2 separate regions of the Danio rerio genome follow, and region 1 is linked to region 2. Evidence: chromatin contacts called from public HiChIP or PLAC-seq data. All regions are on one chromosome and are shown on one strand. Each heading gives the region's core, a stretch centred on a gene start, on an enhancer-like site or on the middle of the called end of the contact. The rest is flanking DNA. Distances are from core to core; before and after follow the strand shown.

Evidence for each region. HiChIP or PLAC-seq counts read pairs in DNA pulled down with a chosen protein or histone mark.
Region 1: a contact with region 2 is called in an H3K4me3 HiChIP or PLAC-seq map of gastrula embryo, with 4 times the contacts expected there. The contact joins the promoter of ptpn9b here to the promoter of limch1a in region 2. A contact is called at or near these places in 2 of 4 datasets of contacts at active chromatin or transcription factors (embryo and gastrula embryo).

Annotation. Positions count from the first base shown.
Region 1 is chr1:20,607,168-20,609,867 of GRCz12tu, reverse strand. It overlaps ptpn9b (protein tyrosine phosphatase non-receptor type 9b), which reads right to left and starts at 1,278. Exons shown (of 13, transcript XM_685567.11): 1 at 1,205-1,278. The coding sequence starts at 1,234. trnai-aau (transfer RNA isoleucine (anticodon AAU)) reads left to right here and starts at 1,539; the gene lies at 1,539-1,612.
Region 2 is chr1:20,477,102-20,479,982 of GRCz12tu, reverse strand. limch1a (LIM and calponin homology domains 1a) reads right to left here and starts at 1,508. Exons shown (of 34, transcript NM_001430852.1): 1 at 1,153-1,508. The coding sequence starts at 1,254.

The sequences.
Region 1 (2,700 bases), core at 29-2,528, 130 kb before region 2:
CTGGTAAAAGTATACTCAATATCGCAATGCCATTTTTTTCCAATATCGAGCAGCCCTAATGATTTCTAAATGACCATGTTTATTCCTCTGCCAGCATCGCTTATATTTTATAATACATTAAAACACAAAACCATTGTATTAAACTATGTTTTACAAACTTAATGTTAACCAACTTCTTTACTAACTTCGAACTTTTCATATTTCTCATAAACATTTTAGCTTTTATCACACAGTGGCTATATTATAACCCCAATCTCTAGATATCTATAAAACAGCCACTGAATTCAAACACTGGCTGACCACTAACTAATGCACTAATAAATATAGTTACCAGTCCACTTTCACACACTGCCCTGACATAACGTTACGGGGGGTTTCCAAATGGGTTCCAAAAGTAAAACTAAACCATATTCATCAATGCAAAACAAATCACTTCTACATTGCGCCAAGTTGACACTCAATCACATGAGTGTGCAGAAGCAGCATTGTGATTTGACAGCTCTATAAACGACAGCAATCGTCCAGACAGACGCTCATGTAACACAGTTTCCTCGACGAGTTAGAACAAATGGCACCTCCAGCATTAGATGAGTGTTCACACGGCGAGACAGAAGTGAGAATCGTCTCACATTTTCCAGCACTGGAGCACATCTGACACCGGGTTCGCTTTGGGTTTTACCGATAGCGACTTTGCAGAAGCATATATCGTCATACATGACAGTACAGCGATGCAGATTTTTGACTTACGCTGTATTTGATCTATAACGCGCCCATGCTGGAATAAGACTGTGAACATACTACGTTAGACTGAGCGCATTCACGTTATATGCCAATGCCAACCTAACGTAATGCTACTTTACTGCTAGACAGTTGGTGTTCAGTCAAACAAGTATAAGATTCATTATACAATGCTATATAACAGCTCCCAATATATCGACAGTAATATCTGATCATTATAAATGTCATAAATGGCTATATCTGCGTTACTACGCTGAGTGTCGCTCGCTCGCTAACAGGGCTAGCATTTACCTCAGCTCCCTCAAAAACAGCCACAGGGCCGCGTTTCTCATTCACACCCTTGTTAACAAATAAACCACAGGTGTGTTACCTAGCATTTTATCTTAAACATAGTGAAAAACAGAGGCGGCTCAGGAAACACGCTATGAAATTTAAGAAGAGCTTGGTGAAAATGTAGGTATCTTACCGCCTCTTGATTTGTCAGGGCTTCCGCCATCTTGAAGCCTGAGCAGCAACGTCTACGGGCGCGCCCTCTCTACTGTCGGGAACGCGCCGCTGGTGCCTGTCAAGCATCGCGCGCATCAGGATGGACGCGCGTGCGCAGAAACATGGTAAAGGGCAAGTATGCTTGGAAAGTAAGAGGTTTATTATTTGAAATTTAGAAAGAGGCACGGATGGAACACACTGGAAACGGTATGCATAAAGATAAACGTTAAAAATTATTTAAAGTCCATTTTATCTGTTCATAACATGGATTTAGCTAGGTTTGTAATGGTATGTGTCAACTCAGCCAAACAGTTGGCCGGTTAGCTCAGTTGGTTAGAGCGTGGTGCTAATAACGCCAAGGTCGCGGGTTCGATCCCCGTACTGGCCACATATTTATGTTAGCACTCCAACGTATTGAAGGTTATCCCACAAAATCTTGAATTTCATCATTAACTATTAAGTTCCTAAAATTCTATTAACTTGATTCTTAATTTTATTAATTCAAAAGAAACTAACATTAATTATAAGAATTATAGAAACTATTTTAATTGAAGATCAGAAAGAATGTAAATAAAACATGTTGAGTATTGTTGTTCTGCCCTCACTCCAGTGTCAAAAAGTCATGTTGAGGCATTGTTAGATCTCTTATAACAAAGTCAGAATTATTAGCCCCCTGTATATTTTTTCCCAATGTCTGTTTATCAGAAAGACTTTTTCTAAACATTTCTAAACATGATAGTTTAAATAATTTCCGATGTCTGATTTATCTATTAACTTTTATCTGTCATTAACGCAAATTATATTTTACAAGATATTTTTCGAGATACTAGTATTTAGCTTAAAGGGACATTTAACGGCTTAACTAGGGTAATTAGTAATAATTAATATATAATAACAATAATATCTCCAATAATAATCTTTACAATAATAAATATCTGCAAATGGCCACTTCATTCATTCATTTTCTTTTTGGCATAGTAGGCTACCTTTAATAATCGGCGCGGCGGTAGCCACAGTGGAATGAACTGCAAACTTATCCAGCATACAGTGCATCTGGAAAGTATTCATAGCGCTTCACTTTTTCCACATTTTTTAAAATTACAACTTTATTCCAAAATGGATTAATCTCAAGCTCTATCAGGTTGGATGAGAAGCATTGGTGTACAGCCATTTTCAGATCTCTAGAGATGTTCTACAGGATTTAGGTCTGGGCACAGTTGTTGTGAAGCCACTTCATTGATATGTTGGCGCACACTGCCAACATATCAATGAAGTGGCTTCACTTTGGGTCATTGTCCTGCTGGAAAATAAACTGTCACCCCAGTCTGAGGTCAAGAGCACTCTGAAGCAGGTTTTCATTCAGGATGTCTCTGTACATTGCTGCATTCATCTTTCCTTCTATCCGGACTAGTCTTCCTGTTCCGGCTACTGAAAAACATCCCCACAACATGATGCTGCCACCACCATGCCTCATTG
Region 2 (2,881 bases), core at 259-2,758:
AAACAGGAGCACTCAGAGGTAATCCACGCAAACACAGGGAGAACATGCAAACTCCACACAGAAATGCCAACTGTTGCAGCGAACCAGCGACCTTCTTGCTGTGAGGCGATTGTGCTACCCACTGCGGCAACGTGCTGCCCATTTTAAATATTATTAAATAAATTAGGAAATTACTCATGACAACTATATTTACCTTTCGTCCCACTAGCCTCAATCCAGTTTAATTTTTGGCTCTTCATAAAAAAAAAAGTTTGGGCACCCTAGCTCTAATAATAATTAGTTGGCATGTAGATGCAATATAACTTATAGTCAACGGAATGTGAAAAAGGCACCATCAAAATAAAGTAATACATAAACTTTTTATATTTGTTCATGTTTTATAGGATGAGTCCATCATCACACAACACTAGGCTGATCTACTCTACTGCACACGACTCTAGTCCTCAAATCTAGCTCAGTGACGTGAGGAATCTCCCTGTCCAATCCACAACCGCTAAAATGGGTCATAATATTAATACCAAGACCTACATCTTAAACTCTGGCATCTCTAGAGATGAAACAGATCTCCGATCACATGTTCAACCTTACTGTGAATCGGGTCAAATAAGACATACATTCTCCATGCCACGAATGCTCCGTAAACAAACTGTTTGCCTGATCTTGCGCGCTGCCGTGACGACTGGAAAGGGGGCGTGAATGTAAGAGGACAAGGGGGGCGTGTCTTTAAGCTTCCACAACAACTGGAATCGCTTAGCTGATGGGGGCGTGTCCGTGCATCCATCCCTCTGTTTTTGCACCTCTTCAAAAATGCATCATGTTTTGTTTGGAAAAGTGTCCGCTGGATTGGCGGATACTTATAATATAAAATCTGATTTAATTAGGCTGCTTGCTGTCATGACATGTAGCCTAAGAGAAATTCGGCGAGACATTAAAGCCGCGCTAGTCCGATTACAGCAGCCGAATCCCGCGCACATGATCCCCGCGCGCGGCTGCATGGGCTTCATAGCCCGTTGTTGTAACCAAACCCGCCACACTCACACAACAGGTGACGGTGCAATATTAATAAGCTTCTCAACACGCAACGCAACCTCTTTATATGAGCACGCAAACAAACACAAGAGCATCGTTTACTTATATGAGCAGCGAACTCACCTCGATCCATTTCTGAGCTTCTTGAAAGGCTGATTCGGGGGTCGCTTCTGCAGGCTGATCCAGCTGGGCGTTTGAAGCCGAGTCGTCTCCAGAACTGGCCATTTCCCAAATAAAAAGCGTCTTAGCAAGAGGGCCACTGAAATCCTAGATGAGCTATCCGGAGTGTTTACTTCAGAGCATTGGCCGTCAAGCGGACGCGTTGAATATGCTGAGCTCGAGCGTTCACACACTGCGGTTCTCCAGCGCTCAGCAGCACTGCAGATGAACTGCACTTCTACCACGCGCGGTGCAATACGAGTCCGACCTCCTCTGCTAAAAATATAAGCTAAAAAAACATCTGAGGTCTCCGCTCAGCCAATGCGTACGAGCGCATCAGCCTCCCCGTCTGTCCTGCTGAAGAACGGGAGACTGGCATGCGCGAGAGAGTGCGGGGGAAAGGAATTTAACGAGAACAATAGAGCAGTTCCGTTACCGCTCCAGTTACGGCCAGATATCTCTCCCTCCCGCTCTATATTATATATCATATAGGCTATATGTAATGCTATAGAACAAAACGACTCTCTCCTCTCATCGTCTCTCTCAGTATAAAAAAATACTCAATTTAAACAAAAAATGAAGTTTTTTTTAGCAAATATTATTTTAGTTTTTATTATTAAGTTTTATTTTTGAAATAATATTGTTTTTAGGTAAATTCATAATCCAAAAAAGTTACAACAAAATAGATGAAGAGAAAAGAGATGTAAGGAGATTAATATATCATGCTGAATTAAAAAAAAAATTGTTCATTTTTACTGTGATGAGGACTATTTGCACATGTCTAATTTCATCTTTATCCATTTAAAATCGCACATAATATCCTCAGTGAGTGACAGAGCCTGAATTTTTATTTTACTGGACCTTGCTGAAATGATGGACCTACTCTCAAACCTATAAGCTTGCATTTTAAAGTGATAGTTCGCCCCAAAAGAATGCATATTTTATTAACCCAATTTAAGATATTTTAAATGAAATTCAGAAGCTCTCTCATCCTTCATTGACTCCTAGATCATGAGATGTTTAAAATCCAGAAAATGAACCACAAAACAGTCAATGTGACTTCAGTGGTTCAACTGCAACTATACAAAGCTTCAAGAACACGTTTGTGCACCCAAAAAACTGTAAATATGATTCTGTTTTCCACTAATTCATAGTATGTAAATGTCTTCTCTCCTGCCTCAGGTCAATATGGTGTGGGGCAATATGAAGTATTGCCATTAGTGCAACCCAGGCTCATTCTGAAAACGTACCTCTATATACATTACTGGAGAGCATCAAATATGTCCTAGGAGGTATGTTTTTGCAGATTTTATTTTTGTAAATCCACAATGGACCCCTGTGTATGCCTATTGAGATCTCAAATTTCTCTTGCGAGTGCCATTCGCGCCTGCTATTCGTACGTAAATCTATCAGAGGCTGTTGTCAACTGACTGAATGACTGACTGACCAATCGACTGACCCACCCTCCTCCTTCCCTAAACCAAACCAATAGTGTTTTCAAAAGCACAGATTGACCGACCAGCGCCCACCCACTTCCCTAAACCCAACCGACAGAGTATTCAAAAACAATGCAAAAAAAGAAAAGCCCCCGATTTTCATTACATTTTCAGATGTTAACACATTCTCACCCTTTTAATTAGTTGTTTGTTTTATTTTATGGCTTTTGTTTTTGTCTTACCCACTTTCTGGAACC